Linked DNA regions of Mus musculus: region 2 is linked to region 1. Evidence: chromatin contacts called from public Hi-C data. All regions are on one chromosome and are shown on one strand. The core of a region is the stretch at or near the end of the contact, and the rest is flanking DNA. Distances in the headings are between cores, read along the strand shown.

Evidence for each region. A called contact is a pair of places that touch in the nucleus more often than the background predicts.
Region 2: a Hi-C map of uterus shows a contact between it and region 1, with 3 times the contacts expected there. The contact joins two enhancer-like sites. A contact is called at or near these places in 1 of 15 datasets of contacts at CTCF or cohesin (the NIH/3T3 cell line), 1 of 484 Hi-C or Micro-C datasets (uterus) and 3 of 9 other capture datasets (adipose tissue, embryonic stem cells and liver).

What each region holds. Positions count from the first base shown.
Region 1 is chr5:31,902,972-31,908,588 of GRCm38.p6, reverse strand. All of the region lies in intron 7 of Babam2 (BRISC and BRCA1 A complex member 2), which reads right to left. Among named protein-coding and RNA genes, the nearest start is that of Gm52770, 93 kb to the left of the region's middle. Within about 2 kb of position 2,213, at least 19 of the 459 cell types and tissues checked have an H3K27ac peak or open chromatin away from gene starts, as enhancers often do. A contact at or near this core is called in uterus, where this site is marked.
Region 2 is chr5:32,066,242-32,071,542 of GRCm38.p6, reverse strand. All of the region lies in intron 11 of Babam2 (BRISC and BRCA1 A complex member 2), which reads right to left. Among named protein-coding and RNA genes, the nearest start is that of Gm40277, 22 kb to the left of the region's middle. Within about 2 kb of position 1,527, at least 43 of the 459 cell types and tissues checked have an H3K27ac peak or open chromatin away from gene starts, as enhancers often do. A contact at or near this core is called in uterus, where this site is marked.

The sequences.
Region 1 (5,617 bases), core at 964-3,463:
TGTGTGTGTGTGTGTGTGTGTGTGTGTGTGTGTGTGTGTGATGTGCAGATGGGGGTGGAAAGGTGAGCCCAGAGCTATTGAAAACTGCCTGATTACCAGACTGCTAGCTGGACTGCAAGGGAAATGTTTAAGCAAGGACATTATGTTCGTGAAACTTCAGGCAGACAGAGACAGTTCTGTGCCAAACAGAAATAAATTGAAAACTAAAGCTGGGAGTTAGCTAGAAGTCAGACAGGAAGAGAGCAGGAGTCAAGAGTCCACCAAGGGGCATGACAATGATAGGACAAACCAGAAAATGGTAGGAATGACAAGGAATGAAAGGCACTGTACAGAGTGCCTTCTGGCATCAGACATAGACTTTTAGGACATAGGAAGATGCCTGTGAGATGTGTCTCTTGATCACACAAGAGCATCAGAGGAAGAGGAAGTGAAACAGGAAGGAAGACTGCCTTATTCAAGACAACAAGCTTGGTTTGGGACATTTTGCTAAACTTAGAGATTTAAATTGGTGGTGAAAATGGAATACCGGCACAAACGTCCATCAAATGCCTAGAAAGCAGATGTTTTCTAGGCATTTAAGCTAGGGAAAAAGTTAATATTAGAAATAAAGGCCAAGGAGTTATCCACAAAGAAGGTCATGAAAATGATCTGAGGCTAGGAAGAGACTGGCGGGGATGGCTCAGCAGTTAACAGCACTGGCTGCTCCTGCAGAGGACCTGGGTTTGGTTCCCAGCACGTACGTTATGCCTCACAACTATCTGTAACTCCAATTCCAGAAGATCTGACCTCCTCTTCTGGCATCTGAAGATACTGAACACATATGGTGCACAGACATACAATGAGAGAAAAAAACACCCATATGACAAATAAAAATAAACAAAAATCTCAAAAAAAAAAAAAGAAGAAGAAGAAGAAAGAAAATGATCTAGGGAGCTGATGAGACGAGACAGCTCAACTACAGAGGTGCTTGCACACTGGCCTAATGAACTGAGTCTGATCTTCAGACTCTATAAGGTGGCAGAAGACGCCCTACTCCCTAGAGTTGTCCTCTGACTTGCACATGTATGTCGTGGCATGCCCATACCTGCAGTAACACACACATAAACACAGACACAGACACACACGCGCGTGCACAAACACACACACACACACACACACACACACACACACACACACACACCAACAACAACCAAAGTTTAAATGATCAAGTGATAGAAGCATGAGAAGAAAACTTCCACAGTTTAATGAGCTGACAGTGAAACAGGCCCTGTAGGAGCCCAGAGGGTCTAAAAATCCAGGTCACAGGGGAGGGAACACTTTATAGAGAACACACGCCAAGAACACCATTATGAGCATCATACGGTAGAGAACAACGAAGAGCATATATTGTCACTGTGTTGCTTATTTAATTTCTAGAAAAGCCATATGACATCAGAAAAGCTAGGCTTCAAGAGCCTTCCAGTGTTCCCTTTATCAAGCCAGATAGAAATCTCCTCTGAGCTCTTAGAGTATTAATAAGTTTTCCAAGTTATTTCTACAACTCTACAAGCACTAACTTGCATTGACCATGAGCTCAGCACTACAAAAGGCCCTTCCCTGCAGTCTCACTGGAATAGGTACAATTAAAACGGAGATGTGCGCCTTTTTCAGAAGAAGAAAGGGAGTCCCCAAATCACTTGAGCATACTTGTCACCCAATCACTGGGGAATAGAGGGCTTCTAGTGCCAAGTCTCACTGTGCCATTTTCCCTAACCACAAGTTGCAACTTGCACTTGTTTTTATGCCTCTTTCCGTACTGTAAGCAAAGTAGGGCACAGGGTCACATCACATTTGTCTTGACAGCCTCTGGCACACCAGCAAAGGACCCTGCACTTGGTCAGCTCTTGCAGGGTTGCTCCTACTGAAGAATGACTACATGCCTGTGAGCCACACAGGCCTCACTATGGGCAGACATTTATGAGCTGGTAAGCTCAGTGTACTTATTTCCAAGGAGGACTGTAACTTAACAACAAAAAGTTCTAAAAACAAATTCTGTACTTGTGAAAGATGCCACCTGGTCTGCCTCAGGGGCTGAAGTCCTCTTTTATGCACTGAGTGGGAACAGCTCTGGGAGAGACAAAGCTAGTTTTCTTCAAACCACTCCTATACACTGGCTGGAGCCAAGAAAAGGGCCCACACCTTCCCGAGACGAGCACCGTGCTGCCTCGATGCCCATCTCACCTTTCATTTCACTGTGGGAAATGCCCATAGTCTGGAACCGAGGGGAGGTATGGTGCCAGCTCCAATGGTGTAACCTTAGCATTTGCAGCTTTCCTGCCAGGAAAAAGCAAGGCAACTGGTTCAGAAATGATTTTTTCCCTTTTCTAATATGCGACCAAAATTTAGTCTTTTGCATTTCTGACCGCTAGTTACTCTGCCTCCTCGCTGTCCTCACGCTTGGCCTTTTTGCATAACTCACACTGGCTTCATTCTTTCAGGACTGGTTTTGATTCCTTGGGAAACAAATGTATAGTACATGAAGTCTGTTTACTTCACAAATGTCCCTCATGCATGAAGAACACGAAGTTCTTCTCAGAAGTGTTTATTCTGCAAGCTCTACGCATGCACAGTGGGAGACTTGAGGACAGCAGGCATCTCAGCACCGTGAGGGCATGCAAGCCATGTGCGACAGACAGGGCTGTCAAAGGCACCAGGCACACTTCACAACATCATAAAATCACAATGTGCTTGGGAGGTTTTGACCAATGTATCTTACAGATGTTCCTTTTCATTGGAATTGTCTAATTCGGGGACATTTGGTACTCATATCGTTAGAATCTTTAGGGTATAACAAATTGATCCCTTTTCCTTCATGTGATGACAACACCCTAAGTAGTATTTTTCTTTTTCTATTTCTGGGACTAGTTAATATCCTTGCCTACTGCACAGACAAGTTGGGGCAGAGTGATAATAGCCAGACAAGCCTGGAATTTCCCTTTGCCCATGTACTGAGAGGTGGAGAAGCCAGACTTCTTTTGACCATTTTAAAATAATGTGTAGCAGGCTCTTGGTCTCCTGGAGCTTCTGCCTATGTGAGATCCTGCATGGGGCTTGGGACTTCTCAGAGAGAACCACAAGGAGGAACTGAAAAGAACCCTCAGCTAAGGAAACAGCCAGGCAAGGCTAGTTGGGGATGCTTTCCCCATGAATCCACAAAGTGCCCTTCATGTCTGAATCTATAAGCGATGCTCGGCTAGCTGAGAGTTGGCTAGGTAACACAAAATAAAGGTAGAAAATGAAAGCTTAACATAATGTCCACAATACTACTAATCCCCTTCACCCACTTCTGAAAACGTATCCCAGGGCCACACCCTCCTGAAACGGCATTACTCCTCTTCTGTGCTCTGATCTGCGAGGATTGGCTGAGGGTGCAACAGCCCCCTTTAGCCACCAGGGCTATTTTCCAGGACTCTCAGTGGATGCAGAAGCTACAAATACAAAGTGCTGAACTGTAAACACACTGGGTTTTGAGATATGAAGTGTGACACTAACGATAGCCACAACAAAACAGAGCAACAGCAACTTCTTTCATTTATTTATTTATTTATTTATTTATTTATTTTTGTTGTTGTTGTTGGTTTTTCGAGACAGGGTTTCTCTGTGTAGCCCTGGTTATTCTGGAACTCACTTTGTAGACCAGGCTGGCCTCGAACTCAGAAATCCACCTGCCTCTGCCTCCCAAGCGCTGGGATTAAAGGCGTGCGCCACCACGCCCGGCTGCAACAGCAACTTCTATAGTCTGAAGTGCAAAAGAAAACTAGCACAGGGGTTTCCTCCACAATTTCATGAAAGCAAGATTTGTTTATTATAGAACTGAGGCTTCCTCATCTTTTTCTTATTAATTGGAGAACTTGGTTTTGTTTTGCTTTATTTTGAGACAGAGTCTCCCTCCTAAATGGCCTCAGATTTACAGAGATCCTCCTCCTGCCTCTGCCTCTAAAGAGCTGGGATTTAAACACATGTGCCACCATGCCTGGCACTGTGCTCAGCCCTCATGCCCAGCCCACAGTCGAAAACGTTCACCTTTCCACTTTAAGTGAAATCACTTAAAGTAAGGTTTCTTGTTGGCAGGTCTCAACTGCCAGCATCACTACTCTTACACTCTGGGCCACTGCTAAGTAAAATGGGGTTTCCTGAACCACTGCGATAGAATGACAGCCAGTCTGATAATCAGGACATCTACTGATGACTGACTAACTTAGGGAGCACATACAGCCCAGAGAGCTGGCAAACAGGTGATCCCTACCCTAGGCAGGATGGAGAAGGGCCATATAAGACTTTATATGGTGTACAAATTAAAATATGAATTCTTTACTTCTAAGCTTCTGTGTTTAATATTCTGAGACCTCAGTGGATTATGGGTGAATGAGATCCCTAGAATGTGCAAGGGGTTAGGCTAAGGGGTTAGGGAATGACTGCACAGAATCTAGCAAATGTGGAAGCCCGCACACAGCCATGCCTCAATTTCTAAAATCTTTTGAAAAGTTCTGTTTGAAGATACAGTAATGTCTGGTTGCTTACTTTTGTGTTAGAAATATAGTTACATCAGGAGAATTTGTACCAACCAAGAAAAATTTTGAAGCTTTCAGTTAGCCATTGCAAATTAGGGGTTAGAATTACATATGGACTTATAAAACTGTCAAAACCAGGTTTTTGCTGTGCAAGGCACTGTGGGATTGGTATACTTATTCATCACTCTGAAAAGGGTTAGAGAAATGTACATCACACGTAAGTAGATGGTAAGATGAGGACAAACTACTATGACAGGGAGGGTAGACTGTGCCCAGAGGCAGCATGGGTAGGGAGGGCATGTGAACAAAGTGATAGAGCCTGTGCACTCACCAGGAGGGAGAGTACTACACAGGGCACTGTGCACAAAAGGAAGGCTTTCTTCAGCAAAGGCATGGTAGGAAAAGAGTAGTGAACTGAGAATGCTGAGCTGCAAAGACAGACTCAGTGAGGGAAAGAGACAGGGAGGGAAGAACAAGGAGGCACACTGACAACTGGGGTACTGTTTGTTTATTTGTTTCAGACAGAGTTTCTCTGTGTAGCTCAGGCTGTGCTAGAACTTGCTCTATAGACCAGGCTGGCCTCAAACTCACAGAGATCACCTTCCTCAAACTCCTGAATGTGGGGATTAAAGGCATATGCCACCAAACTCGATCTACAAGAGCTGTGTTTTAGAATTAGGAAAAATGACTTAAAATATTCCCACCCTTTCAATTGTCTCACCATATCTTAGATTACTAGAATAAAGACATTTATTTGCAAGCTTTGTAGGCACAGTCACTTGAGAGAAATAACCTGACTTCAGTTCAGAATAAAGCCTTTCTATACAGACTTAGTGGCACAGGGCAGCAATCCCAGCAGCTTGGGAGGCTGAAGTGGAGGAATCAAGTTTGGGGTCAGCTTGGGTTATTAATAAGATCAGCCTGGGAAACGTAATGAGATATGCTTTCTAACTGAAAGTAAACCCTAGGCTGGAGGTACAGCCCGGCGGTAGCACATGCACTGTATGCCTGAGGCCCTATACTCCATCCGGTTACCCCAGAACAACACTGCTGAGAGAGCAATTGCT
Region 2 (5,301 bases), core at 278-2,777, 160 kb before region 1:
CCAGCAACTGCTGTGGCAGGGCAACACAGTGCCCAGCCTGTGCTCATCTTGCTAAGCTGTGTGTTCATTCAGAGTCAGAGGAGCAGAGAAAAGAGACAGCTTTGTTCCAAGCTACTAGTGAAACTACCAACCTAAAGGGGGCAGAGGCAGCCTTTCCTAGTCTGCACAAGCTTTCCTGCAGACCAAGTTTGCAGTTTTGGTCAGTAAAGAGCTGGTATATAACAGAAGCTCGCAAAGTAAATTCATTGGGAAGTGAATTCTATAAATGACACCCTTGTTTGCATTGGCTTTGAGTGCAAAAAGGTTAAAAAAAAAATAGGTGCTTCCTAGCTCTCACGTTAGAGGTCCTTTAGGAGCCTCACTGGTTTTCCCCCTAGCTCACATTTTAGGGGGTCCCTTAGGAGCCCTTCCTGGTTTCTTACTAGAGCTTACCAATCACTTCAGCACTTTTGGCCTTCTTCCCCATCCCACTGCTCAGACTGGGAGAGAAGGCGAATCCAGACAGAGCAGGGGTGGGAGAGGGTTGGGCATCTGGGCTCTTGAAGACAGCATGTGGTTCCCTTACCCACTGTGTTTACCAAGCAGATGAGTCAGTATTCAAATCAGCATTCCCTTCCATGTAGGTACACATGGGTGTCCCACCTTGAACCAAGCCGCTGAAGACAATCAGTCCCACGCAGCAAGGAGGGTGTTGGCCCCCTGCCCCCATCTAAATCTGGTAGACACCATGTGTGTCAGAGCCACCAGACCAATGAACAAACACAGACATACAGAAAAAAAAAACCTGTAAAAACAAAGGGGAGTAAGCTCCCCACCCTTTATGCACTTCACAGAGCATGCTCTGTAGTGCCAACTATGGGGAGAAGGAGAGACCTATTTCCTAGTCAGCTCCTTGGTACCTACTTTAGGGACCAGAGTCCTTGTTAGAACTCAGAGCACTTCCAGTTTAAAGGTCAACACATATTCTGTAAAGAGTCAGACATTAGATATTTTCAGCTTGTAGGTCAAATCTCTGTCACAATAACTCGTATCTGCTCTGAACTGATCATGGCTGTAGACAAGATGTAAATGGACAGGGGTAGCTATGTTCTAATAAAACTTTATTCATAAAAACAGGCGCTGGTAGTGCAGATCTCTGACTGTTCACTGATCCCTTATCTAGTCTGCACCTTCTCTGTGTAGAGGTGAATTCCCTCAGGGAATTATGCTGCTGTCCAAGACTGAATTTGCAAGGCTTCATGGTGGGAACAGAGCAGGCCCAAGAGCCAACAAAGTTGAAGGAAAGATGGCTACTTGGATAATTGGAGATTTTAAATAAGACTTTCACCCTACAAGAAGGGACTAACAATTGAATGGAAAATCACAGGTTAAACATCTCTGTTTGGGTCCAATCTGTCTAAGATGGGATACACAACTCATCTCGCACTGATGGAAGAAGGGGTTGTGGCTTTCCTAGTGTATGCTGCTCGTGGTCACTAATCAGCGAGACTCAGACACAGTCTAAGAGTGCCTCAGGAGAAGGGCTGTGGAAAGAAGCCAAAAGGAACTGGAAAGCCACTGCACTTGTCTGTGGACAATAGGAGAAGAAAGCAGCAAATTCGTTTTTTCCAGTCAGCAGTTTGTCTAATTGCACAGAAATGGTCAGGGAGGACAAGCCCTCTTGTCCGGCTGAGAACAGGTTGTTTTGGCTGTCAAGCATTTTCAAAACAAGTTTTCTTGGTCTCCTGACAGGCTGAGGCAAGAACAAGAAAATGAAGAAAGGAAGATCCCATGATCAAGCTTGCGGTTCACGTGGGCCGTCTCTGCCTGAACAGTCAAGTGTGCTTTCAGAACGTCCAGATAAAACTGGTCTTAGGGCTAATATCACCTTGCCAGTGACACTATTTAATGAAGTGATTCGTCTAAGAACTCTCTGGCAGCTGGATAATCAGTCTGGGAGGAATAAGAGGTCAAAGTCACTCTCAGGCACAAGGGTACTCGATTCTGCCCAAACCTAAACCTGCTTTGCTTTAATTCTCACCTCAGGTTACACAGAATCTTCCTGAAGCTGATGTTTAAAACTATCTTCTTTAAGGTGGATTTTTCCATTGCAACCACAGAACACTTGGTCAGGGTGGGGCAGAGAATGTAGCAAGGAAGTGTGCACCAGGCAGGCTAGGATCAGCCTGGTCTCAGGGAATCCACCATTCCCAGCAGCATGGTCTGTTAGGGCTTAGCCACTGCCTTCAAGAGAGGGATCCAAATACATAGCCTAGCGTGGTGTCTCAAAGGAGGGAGCACCGGCCCTAGGGAGGGCTTATCCTGCAATCCACAGAAACTATTCAGAAACAAGAGTGCCTGGAACTCTCAGATCCCCTGAATAATCACTAAGGGCCCAAAGCAGAAGACAGAAGAGATTCGGAACTGGGGCAGAGCGCCTCCTCCTGAACTGCCTTCTCTAGTCTCAGATTCTTGGTGCAGTGACCAGCCAGTCCATTAGCATCCCACATGGGGGATGAGGGTTGCTCTCTCAAATTCAGGAGGAACCCTGTAGAGGAGGCACTCATTGACTCTGAGGCTGGCTCTTCTTCAGTGAGATAAGTTACTAGGCCTCTGAGGCCTCTTCTACCAACTGTCTGCGAGAATGTTCTGAAAAGAAAAATCCTCCATGGAACTTTGAAGCCTGAGGCAGGCAGGTCTGAGCTGTGTTGTGTTTAGGGACACTGAGAGCTGGGAGGGATGTGCAGATCAGCATGTGACATTCCTCCTGCCTCTCCCACTCCCACTCCCACACAGTGGGGACTATCTGCACTGCTGGCTCTGCCCGAGGTCCTCTAGATAGAGCTTTTATTACCTGAGAGACAAGGAGAGTCGATCCTACTTTTAGATATGCAGGTTGCTCTAGCTAAGGACCTGGTTTGGATTGTCCTTCAGCACAGGAAGCCCTACTATGTTCAAGCTTTAGATAAACAGCATTTGACATTTTAGTGTCAATATGTCTTGCAAGGGGGATACTTTTATGAACTTATTTGTTACTTAGCAAAACTTTACTGTTTTTGCAGTAAGTGGCACTGTATCTAGCAACTCTATTTTCATGTGTGTGTATGTACATGTGAGTACACGTGTACATAGTGTGTGTATGTCCATGTGTGTACATAGTGTGTGCATGTACATGTGAGTGTGTACATATATGGATGTTCATGTGTATGGGTATGGTATATGAAGGGACTAGAATACAACCTTGGGTGTCATTCCTTAGGTGATGTACCCCTCTCCCCCCCCCCCCCACTTTGAGAAGGGGTTTCTCAATGGCCTGGAACTTATCAAGGAGATAGGTTGGCCAGCCAGCACATCACAGGGATCTACCTATTTCTGCCTCTCCTGTGCTACAAGCGTGTGCCACTCCATCTGGCTTTTTAGATGTGGGTTCTGAGGAACAAACTCATACAACCTGTAAAGCAGGCACTTTTCCAACTGGCAATCTTCAGTTCTATATACATGGCATTCTAACACCAGAGAACCAGAATAGGTTTGGAAAGCTCCAGGCTGGCAAGGTAAGGGTTAATGGGTCCAAGCCAATGGTTCCTTTACTGGGTCCTTGATGAAGAGCTTGACAAGAAGACATGATGCTCTCACCAACTTCATCGCCATTTCCAAGGCCATGAATGCTCTACTAGGATCTACTTGCCCACATTAAGGTGGACCTATATCAACCCATAAGTTTGTTAGGAAAACCCTACTGCATTCAGAAAAAAGATCAAGTGTCTCAGTGTGGCAGCAGCCACCACTAAACAACACTATGCCAGGCATTACAATAATGCCTGGGAGCTGGGGTTCTTTGAAATAGGGGTTCTGAGTTTCAACATTCTGAGAATAGCACCTCTCTCTCTCTCTCTCTCTCTCTCTCTCCCTCTCTCTCTCTGTATGTGTGTGTGTGTGTTAAATGTTAGGGTCTCCAGGGCTCTGCACATGTTTTGTATATAATTTCTTGCACATGTTTCCTATATATTTGCTGAATGGATTTGCCAACCCATAACATACAGTTATGTCCTGTTTCTCTCTGTTGGGCACCTGGCACTGCCTTTCATGGGACACAAAGAAATGAATTATTATTTTCCCCTCAGAGGTGACTTTGGATAAGGTTTACCTAGGCATCTCTTGACCTAACTTCTGCTTTCTTGCCTTCCATTTTCCACTGGGTTGACTAAGTGTCTGTGTGGAAGACAGGAGTCACTGGAATTTTTTCTCCACTTCTCGCTGTGCATCCCATCCTCTGATGATCTGGAGGTTACTGTGAAGGCCACGTTGCTTGAGGCCTGCCTGTCACTGTACCCTTACTCTTTTCTCTCATTCATAAGCCCTAATAATAAATTTAGCTATGCTTATTCATCTTGCTTAAAAGTCCTTGGGTCTTTAGACCCCCAGAAAGTTATTTCTGCTCAAGAATATCCTGGGCTCAACCCAAGGACATGAAGGCCTTCAGCCTCCTGGGTGAGCTGTTGAAGCAGAAGGCCACCCCAAGCCACTCCACATGCAAGCTTCCTCACTCCAGGCCCTGACTCCAATGTGCTGCTCCTGGGGCCACAGGCGGCAAGGGAAGTAGGAGGTCACACACAGCTTAGGTATTGTCTTGGACCAGTCTTCAGGTACACAGGGTTCTAATCTTTGTACTGTACGTCTTAACCAGGCTCTTCCAAGAAATGAAACTGATGTCCCAATTGCCAACTCTATGCCAGTCATTGCCACTGTGACAGTCAAAGTTTATCACATTTCTAGCTGATTTTTAAAGTCCCCCCCCCCCTCTCATGTCCTGAATCTGGTCTGGCTCTCAAGCACACTTTCTGGCTTGGTCAACCCAACCTAGCTCTGCTGCTGGCTATGACTTTTGTGGATCACTGAGGAAAGACAAGAGAGCTATTTGCCTAGTCACTCTTTTGCTTATTTCTATCAACTCCACTTCAGCAGGCATGAATCAGTTCTTGCCACCAGTGCTCCTTGTGCTGAATGATCCGATGACAGGCAAGAGAGAGTCTTGTTCCTGCAGAAGCAAGGCCTGTTGCTTGTCACAATAATCTGCACAGTATGAACAGTCCCCATTCTCTGACCATCCTCTGATGGTGCTTCCTCCTCCTCCTCCTCCTCTTCCTCCTCCAATCTCTGCCTTAATGAGAAGTGATAGAAACAAGAGTCTGAGCCCTCTTGCCTTGGCTGGCCTCCACATCACACATGACAGCCCTGAGCAGCCCTAGCGGCATGTGTCAGAAGCCAGCACACACACATCTGAACAGTCAAGCCTAATTCCCAGGAAGCTGTTTTAACTTG